Linked DNA regions of Danio rerio: region 2 is linked to region 1. A link is a contact called in public Micro-C data. All regions are on one chromosome and are shown on one strand. Each heading gives the region's core, a stretch centred on a gene start, on an enhancer-like site or on the middle of the called end of the contact. The rest is flanking DNA. Distances are from core to core; before and after follow the strand shown. Region 1 holds the start of arl8bb (ADP-ribosylation factor-like 8Bb). Region 2 overlaps itpr1b (inositol 1,4,5-trisphosphate receptor, type 1b).

Region 1 (7,191 bases), core at 4,492-6,991:
AATAAAACAACACAAACTATTATTAAGAGATTAAGGGTGCAGATCCTCTATTAACATCAATTATTAGGAAATTATTCTCTACATTAAAGGGTGTAAAAGATATGAAATAAGTCTCTGATGTCTCTAGAGCATGTGTGTGTGTGACATTTCAACTCAAAATAGTGCAAAGATAATCTTTTAGAATTCTCTGAATCTCCCCATTTTAGGCTTTGATCCTAATTGCGGCGTTTTGCTGACTGTCGCTTTAAATTCCCATTAGATTGTGCTCCAAGCCTTTTCAAAAAGGGGGTGGAGCCATAAACACCTATGTGTCAGCATAGTGACAGATTCAAAACTTTAATAGCAGAGGGCTGCTTCTCACTTAGAGCTGTTTATGCTAATGAGGGAGGCATCATCACTAATGGGCAGCGCTTTCCCACTTTGATGACACGTATAAAATGAGAATATTAATCAAATTATTTATGCAGCCTTTTTTTATGAAGTGTGATTATACAAAATATAATTCATTTATTTTTTACCATAAGAGGCTGGCTATATTCCTAAAGTGTTGCCACACAACGGGGTTTAAACCCCTTATAAAAGTGATTTTTGCATAAAAGGTCCCCTTTATTATGGCAGAAATCCTCTTACAGGAATGCCTTGCAGCTGTGGTTTGTCTAACAAGTTGTGTAGTTCATTTCTTGAGGCTTCCACCTTTTCACGATCTGCGGCATCCACCATATACCTGAAAATAACCACAGAGGTTTTAATTCATTAATAAACATTAATAAATTAAATAAATGTGATGCTAAAACTAATACTGTATGTAAGAATAAATACAAAATAAGCCAGATCTTATTGTACTAATAAATGCTCATATGGTGATCCTCAACACACTTCAAAAGGTTTATTTTGTAATGATGTTCAGACGACAGAACTTGAGCCCACTAATTACTCAAGTAAGTAAGTAAATAGGAATAAAATATTGATTTGAGGGAAATTATTCTGTTCTCTAATATAAGTTCATGAAATAATCGTCCATTACAGAACAAAAAAAAGCAATAAGATGAAACTTTAATTATTTATTTGGGATAAGTGACAAAATTAAACTTCTATTTGTAATATTGAATTAACTTCAAAAGTGACCATAAATACATTTATAGTGTTATAAAATATAATGATTGCTATTTACAATGAAAATGATCTATTCTGAAAAATTCTGAAAATCATAATCAAGCATAACAACTGTTTCTGAATTCAGCTTTTCCATCACACAATATTACAAAACAAAATTACATCACATCACATTGAAATAGAAATCTGATTTTATAATAATGTTGTCATTTCTCACAATTTTTTCACATTTATTTATTACTGAACCCAATGTTTTGAAGCAGTGCATATTTAATTATTATTATTATTATTATTATTAATCTGCTTTTTTCTATTGACTTGCTAGAAAAAAAAAAAAAAAAATATATATATATATATATATATATATATATATATATATATATATATATATATATATATATATGCAGGCCTGTAGCCAGGGGGTGTTCGGAAGACCCACCCCTCACTGACAAAGGTCCAGAATTTGCCCCATACATAAGCTCATTTGTCCTATTTTGACTGCTGTTTCATCATAAATAGTAAAAACAATCCATTGAAAAAGGCTTTAAGACCAAGTGGAATCCTCTGGTCGCTGTCATGACTGTAAAGCTAATCAATTTTAGCTAATGCTAACAAATAATTTTCATGAGTTCAATCTGACGTAAGAGAAGTCATCTTTCGCTACTGTTTTTTTTTTTTTTTTTCTAAATCTTGGACCTTAATCTTAAAACAAAAAATGACCAATAACAAGGTGTGAAGCACCATACTAAAAAAAAAGTAAAAAGAACCACCCATTTCATGATGCTGGCTCAGGCCTGATATGGCTCCAGTGTAATATGCCTACTTTACTTTTAAGTTCTTACAGTATACTACTGTCATTATATATTAAGACATATATTAAACCACCACTGACCAATCACAGAGGGCAAAAGAATAAACCATTTTTAAAGTCTCCAAAATGATGAACAGCAGATCACTCACACAATGGCGTTGACGCCACGACAATATCGTTCCCACATGCTCCTAAACCGCGGCTGCCCACCTATATCCCAAATCTATATTAAAAACAAGATGACATGATATCAGGTATTGATGATTTATTCATAATCCATTCATGATGCAGCAGAATAATCAGTGCAGATAACACTTACTTTTATTGTTACATTCCCTTTGGTGACTTTCCTCATGTTGAAGCCGACTGTAGGGATCATGTCTTCATTGAACTGACCAGACTAGTGGAAAAGAAAGACATGTAGACTGTGGTTGTGCAATATGATGATACATATACGGTTGAAGTCAGAATTCTTAGCCCCCCTTTGGATTTTGTTTTCTTTTTTAAATATTTCCCAAATGATGTTTAGCAGAGCAAGGACATTTTCACAGTATGTCTGATAATGTTTTTTCTTCTGGAGAAAGTCTTATTTGTTTTATTTCGGCTAAAATAAAAAGCAGTTTTTAATTTTTTAAACACCATTTTAAGGAAAAAATTAGCCCCTTTAAGCTATATTTTTTTTCGATAGTCAACAGAACAAACCACCATTATACAATAACTTGCCTAATTACCCTAACCTGCCTAGTTAAACTAATTAACCTAGTTAAGCCTTTAAATGTCACTTTAAGCTGTATAGAAGTGTCTTGAAAAATGTCTTGTAAAATATTATTCACTGTCATCATGGCAAAGATAAAATAAATCAGTTATTAGAAATGATTTATTAAAACTATTATGTTTAGACGTGTTGAAAAAATCTTCTCTCCGTTAAACAGAAATTGGGCAAAAATTAAACAGGGGGGCTAATAAATTAGGGGGGCTAATAATTCTGACTTCAACTGTATATAGCGCATGGATGAAAATAATAAGTCTATCAGTTCACATTATGCTCCATCGTTTATTTTGTGGTGTCACAAAATACATTATTTATAGTAGGGCTGCATAACATATTGTTTCAGCATCACAATGTGCACATGCGCACTAGTCACATCACAGGATCTGCAATGTTGAATATAGATTCCAGTTGAGTACGAGTTAAAAACACACAGGACTGTGGAGTAACTGCAAAGTTTAACCCTAACGTGACCAAAACAATGACTAGGCAAGGCATGTCTAGCTCAATGTGCTAACCAGTGCTAAGAACTAATATGTTGTCAATTTTACAAGTTATATTGTTATTTTTACATGTTATCAAAGCTTTTAGACTCTCATGGCGAATTTTTATACTTTACAATGTCATATCAGCTCTCACCGTATCACATTGTAAAATCATCCAGTCACATGGTTGCAAAGGTTTAAAAATAACGGCACGCATAAGAGGAAGTCAACAATAATGTGCAGTCAAAGCTTTCAACTTTCGCCTAAAACACTCGCACAAGCAAGTCTTGGAGATTTCTAGCTGCAGTAATGCGAATTTTTGTTCAAACAGGCCAGAAAGTCTCATGACCGACTACAATAGTAAAACTGTGCAAGAGTAAAATATTAAAACAAGCAGATCACTTTTGAGTGGAAAATGTAAAACAAGAAGTTCCCTTAATAATTATACTCCAAACGCCTCATGACTGAAAAGAGTTTAGGCACATACTGTATACGCTCATAATGCAAAACACCTGAGTGGTGAAAGCTTGTATTTTTATCATTTCCTCTTGTGGTGCTTCTCCATTTCTTGCTGTGTGCAATACCACCGGATCATCGTCATCATATTACAGTGTATCTGCTTTTAATTAATCTTAAATCTTATAGGATCACATTTATCAGTGGTCATACGAAGCGGGAATTGTTTTTATTAGTGACACCCGAAGGAGCAGTTTCTTTTCCTCATAAAAATAAAACCAACATGTTTTGATGAGCAAAAGGGTGTTTTTGGTTTATAAACCCACTGTGCTGCATTGCAGAAGCAAATTTGGGAAGCAAAAGGACAAGTTTTCAAAATCCCCTAAGTGGGATAGTCACTGGTACTCAGTCAAGCATGTTGCCCAGTGATAAAATCAGGTTTGAGTAAATGAGATGGAGCGTATTACAGAAAAAATATTGTTCATGACAATGCCTTTTTTTATGTCATTACTGATAGATCAGTCAAAATCATGATTTTTGTGCTGACAATTAATTGGCATTAATTGTAACTATAGTTTAAAATTTTATTTAAATAATTTAGTTCTGTTTTGTTTCCCAGTGATGGGTTGCGGCTGAAAAGGCATCCACTGCGTAAAAATGTGCAGGATAAGTTGGCAGTTCATTCCGCTGTAGCAACCCCGGATTAATGAAGGGATTCAGCCAACAAGAAAATGAATAAATAAATGATAATATCTTAGAAGGAGATAATAATCACAATTTTTTTTTTTTAAAAATCACAATAATCCTAAAGCTTAAATGTTTAACTTTGCAGTGAATTTATCTAGTTACATAGATTCTGTATATTAAACTATTTTATATTACATTTATTGTATTTATATTATATTAACCCTTTGATGCACAAGCTATAAAATAGATATAGAAAAAATAAACAGACGGGTCAATTTAGACCCATGAAGTGCATTAAAGGGTTAAACTTATATAAACTACAAAACGCCAGTGGCCACATAATATAATATAATATAATATAATATAATATAATATAATATAATATAATATAATATAATATAATATTTTTCCCAGTGATGGGTTGCGGCTGGAAGGCCATTCAGCATAAAAACGTGCTGGATAAGTTGGCGGTTCATTCCGCTGTAGCGACCTTGGATTAACAAAGGGATTAAGCCGAAAAGAAAATGAATGAATAAATGAATGAATGAATGAATATAATATAATGTAATGTAATGTAATATAATATTATATAATTCGAACTATATAATTTATTAAAAATATTTATACATATTTTAAACGCTTTATATAAAAGAAAACAGCCCCATTCCTTATTTTAATGCTTTGAAACGAATAATATAATACAATAAATATAATATAATATAATATAATATAATACAATATAAGATAAGATAAGATAATAAAATATAATATAACATCTTAGAAGGAAATAATAATCTAGAATTTAGAAGTTAGAATTTAACTAGTCATATAGATTCTGTATATTAAATTATGATATTTTACATTATATGCATATTACATTAAGCTCTTAGAAACTATAAAACGCTAGTGACCATCTCATAAACCCTAAAAGTCATATTATTGACAAAATACAATCATTAAACTCTACATGGTTTGTAAATAAATAACATATCATATGCAAACTTGACCCTATGTGAAACATCCCAACCAAACTCTTCACAGCACATGACTAATATAAACAGGTTTTAAAGCTGTCCTCCGCCTCTGTCTGGCCTTGAGTCATCAGCATGACAGCATGACATCATTTACACATGACAGCAGTACATTATCAACAACTCAGACAAGCACTGAATGCAGACTTACAGCAATCACGTTGACGAAAGTGGTTTTCCCGGAGTACTGAAGGCCCACCAGCGTGAGCTCCATCTCCTCCTTCCAGAAGAGCGACCTGATCCAGTCGAGGAGCCGGTGGAAGAGGGACAACATCTCTGCGCTGCTGCGGGACAAATCCGACGGTCAGGATGATGAGTCTGTGTTCCTGCTGGAGATAGGAAAAAAAGTCTGAAAGAGGAAGCGGCTCGAGTCATGTGACATCAGCTGACGCGCATCAAACGTGCCGCTCAACCTTGACGCTAACTTTCAGAATAAAAGTCCGATAGAACAAAAGTCCTATAGTATTTGTTTATTTATTTTTATTTTTGTATTTATTTTTTATGATTATGCTTTAAACAACAGATACATGAAACAACAATGCCCGCGTGATAGAAGGTAAATAATAATAAAAAAATATTTAAAAATAAGGAAACAAAACAAACACAAAAAACAAGAGTATAAATAATCAAACCCAATACTTACAATTACAAACAAGCAGGACCTTTACATTAATCAAAAATTATGAAAATAGAGCACAAATGGCAGTTTTAATGTTGAATAATACAAAAGTAATTTTTCAGTTCCTTATAAAACGTAAATCAGGGTTTTTGTTGAAAATTGTACACTTATGAATATGAAACTTAATCAACAAAATAAATAGATTATTAACAAAACTTCATTATTCAGATTATTATAATTAACATATCTTGATAGTGTTATGTTTATTGTAATGTCTCCCCCCCCCCCCCCCCCCCAAAAAAAAATTAATTATGTCATCATTTACTCTCCCTGTGGTTGTAATCCTATTTGAGTTTCTTTCTTCTGCTGAACATAAAGAAGATATTTAGAAAAATGCTGGTTGTTGGGATCGATTGACTTCCATAGTATTTTTTGGAAGTAGATGTGTAACAATCTTAAAATTAAAATATATAATTTTGTGTTTAACAGAAAAAGAAACTCAAATATTGTGAATAAGTGAATGGTGAGTAAATGATGACAAAACTTTTCTTTTTGGGTGTACTTGAACTTCAATGGACATACATTTCATAATACTGAGGATATATATAAGAATATATAATTTCTACACTCTAAGAAACAAAAAGTACATGCGCTGTCACTGGGGTGGTACCTTTTCAAAAGGTACAAATTTGTACCTAAAATGTCCACATTAATACCTCAAGGGTTCATATTAGTACCTAAAAAGTACAAAAGTGTTCCACTTAAAATGTTTAGGTACTAATGTATACTTTAAGGTACCAGTGTGTACCCTTTAGGTACAAACGTGTACCTTTTGAGAAGGTACCACCCCAGTGACAGCTCGTGTATTTATTTCTGAGAGAGTATATACAGTATATTTTTTACTTTTATTAAAACGCCATTTTCAGAAAGGAAGCAGGTTAAACTGACTTCTGAAATAAATATGTGCTATATTTGCTGTGAAATGTCTTTGTATGTTTTAATTTTCATAGTTAAAAGAAGGAAAGAAACATAAAAACGTAGCCAAATAAATAACGTTCTAGAAAAAAACAACGCTTTTTTAATGAAATAAAAATAAAATGAACAAGCAAGAAATCAAAAGAAGATTTGGAAATCTGTGTATCCTTGCAAAAACAATATTTGCATAAGGTAAGTTAACAAGGTAACTCAAACCATTTGAGAAAACCGATTGCATCGTGTAA
Region 2 (7,017 bases), core at 352-2,851, 210 kb after region 1:
TACTATTCAATTTTTTTCATTTCTTTTTTTTTCCCGTTACTAATTCTGTTACACTATTGAAAAGTCTATCTACACCATTAAAGTCTTTATGTTTTTTTCTAATATGCCTACGAGATACGGTAACACTTTATTTTGATGGTCCACTTGAGTATTAGTAGACTTTCTGCTTAATATCTGTTGATACTGCTGCTTCAACAGACATTTAACTGACTATAAGAAACTTTGCAAGTACATGTCAATTCAATTCAACTCAATACATCTTTATTTTTATAGCACTTTTACGATGTAGATTGTGTCAAAGCAGCTTCACATAGTGAAATGAAACAGTGTAGTTTAGTTTTAAGAGTTTAAGCTCAGTTCAGTTCAGTCAACTTACACTAACCCTAACATCAACCTAATAGTCTACTTATGATCTAATGAGATTTAGATGGCATGTAGATGCAATGTATCTTAAATTCAACAAACGGACCATGAAAAATAAAGTGTGACCCTAGATACTAATAAGTTTAAAAGATATTGTTGTGTGTGTTATGCCTAATAAAAATATAACCTTGGGCAGAAAGACATTAGACATTATAAATACACTCATCTACACACTCAAAAATGACTTTAGCTTAAAACAAAAATGAAAACAACACAATTATCAAAATTTTTGGACACAACTTGAGTGTTTTATGTCCAATCCCCTAAAATTTGTAAAAACAATTAAGTTACCAATCAATTTGTTTTGGAAAAACATGAAGGAATTGCGTGGAACCCAGAATTTGTTAGTGTATTTCTTCACAAGTATGTATCAGTCAATTCAAAGTCAATTCGAAGGTTACCCTTGGGCAGGTATAGACAGTTCAGGTTCAGATGCCACAGTAAAATATTATAATATTATATACATTTTATTATTGTAAAAGAGCAATGACTTTTTTCAGAGTATTTCCTTTAATAATATTTCTGCTGGAGAAATTCTTATTTATTTATTTTTTTCAGCAAGAATAAAAGCAGTTTTTAATTTTTAAGGTCAATATTATTAGCTCACTTAAGCAATTTTTTTTATTGTCTACAGAACAAAATTTCCTAATTACCCTAACTTGCCTAATTAACCAAGTTAAGCCTTTAAATGTCACTTTAAGCTGAATGCTAGTATCTTTAAAAAAAAAATCTAATCAAATATTTTATGCTGTCATCATGGCAGTTATTAGAAATGAGTTATTGAAACAATTATGTTTAGAAATGTATAATATATATATATATATATATATATATATATATATATATATATATATATATATACACACACACACATACATAAATAAATACATATGGGGGGCTAATAATTCAGGATTAATTATTTAGGTTAATAAATAATCAGGTTAATAATTATGACTTTAACTGGTTATTTTAAGTATGACCTCTGAACCGGCACTTTCCATACCTGCCCAGCGTTATACCGTGTTTACTGTTGTGTACCTGGGCACGAGTGAGTCTCCTCCTCTGAGAGTGGTGGGGTCCAGCTCAAATATAGAGGAAATGTCATTGCCATCAGGCACAGACACCAGTGAGTACATGACCTTCTCATTGGGCGTGCGCAGACGAGCTCGCAGAGCCTCATGTTCAGAGTCCAGCTGGAGGAGAGATAAAAACACAACACAAACACACTTCTTCAGCTCACACACTTAAACCTTCACCCCAGCAAACAATCTTTGAGTCCTGACATCTTTACAACTCTTGAGTGTGACCTTAAATAACACACACACACACTCACACCTGAGGACATGAAAGAACATGAAGAACGCGAAAACTGTCTCACCGTTTGACGTGTGGTTTCAAGATGAACAGGTTCAGCATTTTTGGACAATAATTAAGCTAAAAAATGTTGATTTTTGGTTAATTAGAAAGAAACTCTGCGCAAACATTCAATAGGGTTTAATATACTTGACATAAGGGCCTGATATGAGAAAACATAATGATTAACTTACAAAGTAGGCGCGCGCTACTGTCTCAACAGGTGATTAAAATGAGTGGTGTTCTAGTGGCATCTATAGGTGCAGTGACGCACTGCACACACTGCTTTTTCCGCAGCAGCAGCGACACCGCGTGGAGGGTTAAAGAATACAGCCTACAAACTAAAAACATTAAAACGTCGAATAAATTTAATATTATAGATTTATATAAAAATATATATGCTGAATATATGATATATTATTAAACAGACAAGTTTGTAAATGTTTTATGTATGCATTTCTAGTCTCAAACTGAGTATTTTATTGTTACCTGTGTATTTTACTTTCAATGTAAAATTAACAAGTACTGGGATTGTTAAGGATGGTTTTTGGTAATTGAAAGACGTAAATAAATAACAATATGCATTATTATTATTATTATTATTATTTGTATTTATTAATTAATACGATTAATTTTATAATAATAATAATAATGACAATCACATCTGAAATATTGTCTTGTTAACAGAAATTATCAACAATTTTTAAAAAATTGCATAGGAAGTAGTACCATTAGTAAAACTTAATTAAAACATTATAAACATATCAAAAGAAAAAAAACAAATACTTAAACATAAATTGAAATGAAAATAAATTAAAATATAAAAACCTGTCAGACTATTAATAATTTAATTAATATCACTGTATATACATATTTTAAAAAATAATTAAATAAATAATTGTAAACCAAATAAAACAAACAGAGCCTAAAAAAATCTAATGAAATTTTAAAATGGCACAAAACGAACATAAATACATTAAGATAAACTGAAATGAAAAATTGAAAATTGAATTGAAAAAATTAATAAATTAATAAAAAGCACTATATACATATTTTAAAAAATGTTAATTAATTAGAAGAGAACTAAATAAAACCAAAGCCCAAAAGAAATGAAACTAAATTTTAAAATGGCACAAAACACGCATAAATACATTAAGATAAATTGAAATGAAAAGAAAACTGAATATATACAAAGCTGTCAGATCAATATGACATAAATTAAAACCCACTGTATAAACATATGAAAAACATTTATTAAAAAAATCAATTGAAAATTTAAAATGGCTCAAAATGCACATAAAAACAATGATAAATTGAAATAAAAATAAAATAGAAAATTCCAAAAGCTGTCAGATCAATAATCCATAAAAGGGGTGGTCCACTACGATATCATATTTTACACTTCAGTTGATATGTAATGTAGCTGTGTGAACATAAGCAGCATCTCTGAACGTCAGCTGCTCAAAGTTCAATGCAAAGGGAGACATTGGCTTTTACAGAGTTAGCTTAGCAAAGCCTACAGCGAACAAAGTTTGGGGAATACAAAAAATACAACCAGGCTATTGAGATCACAAACGCTTCCAGTTACACAGATTCACCATGAGCATACACCCTGCGAAGCAAAGGGCCGTGGCCAGAGGTGCTGTAGTGCTGTAATGTAGCAGAGAAAGCTTGTTCTGTTTCTGTATTTGGGCTTCCAAAGGACACGACACAGAGAGAAGTGCTTACAGTTTATTTTTATTATGTTCCAGAGAATTATAAAAATACATATAATTAGCATTTGACAAAGGAGAACTTCCAAAATCTCTTCTAGTTCTGAAGTCGGCTAAAAACTCCTCAAGAAAGGAGCAGCTCCAACCATAACTGAAGTGGCTGTGGATTGTGAGCCACAACCTGTAAGTATTTTTATTCGTTAAATTTGTTATCCATTACATCCATAGTGTCTAGTGGTAAAGGTATGTTGTAGTGAGGACGTAAACAACGGGAAATGCTGTTTGGCACCGCTGTAAACACCCACTGTCTTCAGCAGCACTGCAGTCTTTCTCTATGCGGCTGCTTTCAGTGTCTCGCTATGCTTTCCCTGCATTCTACATCTCAAATAACGAACTTGCAAAAGATATGAGAACGTTTCATATTGCTTACACATGCTTATAATCCGAATATATGTGAAAGACACTTGTCAGATTTTATTTTAGTGAGCAGTCGTGAGGTTCAGCTGTGTGCTTTGTGTCAATTTCTGTCTGATTCAGGCTCAAGCTAACAGCTACTCTGACTGACAGTATTTACACAACGGCAAAGCGCGTGCTAACAGAGGCGTGACGATTCCTGGTGACATGGAACCGATCCACGAATCACAGCACATTATGATTTCTGACTAATCAGAGTCTCTTGAGGGCGGGCCTTTGGAGGAACTAGGAAATATGTCGTTACTAGGAAATAATGTCGTTTTCATGATAGCGGAGTAGCTGTATATAATCAAAGTAAGATGAAAAAAAAGTAAAGTAAAGCATGAGCACACATTGCTTTGCATCTTATAAACACAACCAAGCCTTAAAATAAATTCTGGACCACCCCTTTAATTATAACCCACTGTATCTACAGATTTAAATAATAATTATAATAATTTGTTAAATGAGAACCAAAGAAAACCACCAAAGCCTAAAAAGAAAATCAAATGAAATTTTTAAATGGCACAAAATGCACAAACACTTGACAAAAGCACAATGCTGCACAGAACTTCAAGATAAGAGGCATCTTTTGATTTAGGCATCTGAGATGAACATGAAGGTACAGTAGTGAGACTATCATTTAAGAGCCGTTTGAAAGATTGACTGTACCTGGAAGTTAAAGGGTGAAAAATCTGCCACCTGAAGCAGGAAACAGAAACACAGCCAACAGTTTATTTGCCTTCACACAAAGCAAAAGCACAAACACAAGAACGACAGCTATTTGACTGCTTACAGATGAACGGGATTCCTGCGATTCTTCCTCATAGTCAGGATTGACCTGTGAATGCAAAAAGACACCAAAAACATCCTTAAATTGTGCAACGAAATCTGAGAAATCAGCAGGAAACTGATAGACTTGTGGGCACAAGCTAATCAAGATAGTCAGGGCCTGATCTTTGAACATGGTTTACCTGCATAGCAAGATTTTTTCATCTTTTTTTTTTTTTTTTTTGAAGACTTGACATTAACACAGTATTTCCCCTTCTGAAAAGCTTCAAGTGCACTAAATGCAAAATTTTAATCCTATTGTAAATAACAGGTGTTCATCGCTCTTAAAAATGCTTTTGATTGTAGCAGAAACAATTTTTAAAGATCAGTAATCACTGACAGGTTATTATTCTCCATTAAACAATTGGATACATTTGGTAATTGTGACAAAAAAAAGAAAAGAAAAAGCACTGATGTAAAAAATAAATAAATAAAATAAAATAAAAAATACTAAATGAAAACATTAAATCACATCAATTTAAAATATATTTTATTTTATCATGTTTTAAATTATTTAATGAACAATAATAACTGTTGCAATTATGTTATATTCCAATTTAAACTATTAAAACATGTATTCAAATAATAAAAACACGTTTATTTTTCTATTATTTAACCAACATATAATCAAGTAAAATAAAGCCATAAAATACATATACTAATAACTAAAATGAAAATAAAACCATTAAATCATATTCAGTTAATATAATTTTATTTAGCTGTTTAAAGTTATTTAATAAACAATAACAACTGTTAAAATTATGTTATTGTTGTGCTAACTAGTATATAGCCAAAAAAATGCATATTACAATAATCTAAAATAATAATAAATGACAACGTTAAATCATTTCAAATTAAAAAAACATTTTGTTTATTTATTATGTTTTAATGAACAATAATAACTACTGTGATTGTTATTTTTGTATTTTAAAAAATTTAATAAGTTTACTTCTTAATATTATTTTAGCAAAATTTTATGAAATAAATTAAAGCCATAAAGAAATAAAAAATAATATAAAAAACTATAAAATAAAAATACTAAATGAAAGCATTAAATTATGTTAAATAAAATATATGTGTTATTTTATTTAACTGCACTTATAATAATAACTGCTGCAATTATGTTATTGTTGTCCTTTAAACAAATTAAAATGTGTTGAACATTTAAACTGAAAACCTTTACTTCTTTACTTTATATTTTTTGACCAACATTTGTTAAAATTGTAAGAATTGAAATATTACAAATATTTTTGATGTCTTTGACAATTCAAAACATGAGCTGAAAACAGCTAATTGACTCCACAACCCAGCAGGGGGGAATGCGGGAAAAAACAGTTCCTGCTGCATTTGCATCTGAGTCTGCTGAAACTCGGCTTTATCCACCCCATCTCACATATGGTCATTTCAATGTTTGAATGTTCTAGATTAACCAAACTGACTTTAACTATCATGTTTGATATCATTTGAAATGTCTCAGTGCGATTGGTACAATGGTCTCATTCTCTCAGAAATAGACATAATCAAAATAATAAATATATAACTTTAGGCATCTTTTGAACCACTATGAAGGGTGTGACTGCCACCAAGTGTGAATGCCTTTTGTTATACACACCCCCTTCCTTGAGGGAATTCTTGGATTATTTAAGGTAAGGTTTGAGAAAGGCTCAGGGCCATTCTGCCTAACCAGATCAGCCCATAACATGGAGCCTGCTCCATGTATATTTTTGAAGTCAGGTATGCATCTTTCATGTTGGATTTATCTTTGATAATTGACTGAATGAATTGACATAATACATTTACCTGACTAATAAATTGTAATGTTTGACCATATTTTGCTCACTCTGTAATTATTAATTCAAGTAGATTATGCCGTATCCTTGTTTCCGCACGTCTTGCGTCAGGTCAGTAGACGGACTAAAATCCAGTTGAGATGGAGCATTGGGCACACTAATTGTGTTTTAGGGATCCGGCTGACTCTTGATATTGTTTCATGTGTACTTAGGTGGAAAGGGCGTTAACTTCCGTCTAGGTCAACAAGGTGTTGCACGACTAACCTAGATTGGGTACCTGACCTTTGTTTGAAGGTAATATTATTCTAAATTAAGTTCATATGGGAAACCATGGGCTTGGTGAAAACCAAAGTTACTATAGAGTCCAGTAGTCGGGTACATTTATATTAATGCCCTAACCTCTAATTAGAAATGATGATTGTCTTAACTCAAAGGTGTACATCTAAGCGGGACTA

What was found. A called contact is a pair of places that touch in the nucleus more often than the background predicts.
Region 2: a contact with region 1 is called in a Micro-C map of caudal fin, with 17 times the contacts expected there. The contact joins the enhancer-like site here to the promoter of arl8bb in region 1. A contact is called at or near these places in 10 of 18 Hi-C or Micro-C datasets (caudal fin, embryo, hematopoietic stem cells and 2 more) and 2 of 4 datasets of contacts at active chromatin or transcription factors (caudal fin and embryo).

The regions. Positions count from the first base shown.
Region 1 is chr11:38,135,984-38,143,174 of GRCz12tu, forward strand. It overlaps arl8bb (ADP-ribosylation factor-like 8Bb), which reads right to left and starts at 5,742. Exons shown (of 7, transcript NM_001326478.1): 1 at 5,504-5,742; 2 at 2,244-2,324; 3 at 2,074-2,147; 4 at 631-724. The coding sequence starts at 5,626.
Region 2 is chr11:38,346,615-38,353,631 of GRCz12tu, forward strand. It overlaps itpr1b (inositol 1,4,5-trisphosphate receptor, type 1b), which reads right to left. Exons shown (of 58, transcript XR_012387289.1): 11 at 4,738-4,782; 12 at 1,462-1,616. Among named protein-coding and RNA genes, the nearest start is that of itpr1b, 60 kb to the right of the region's middle. Within about 2 kb of position 1,602, at least 35 of the 62 cell types and tissues checked have an H3K27ac peak or open chromatin away from gene starts, as enhancers often do. A contact at or near this core is called in caudal fin and skeletal muscle, where this site is marked.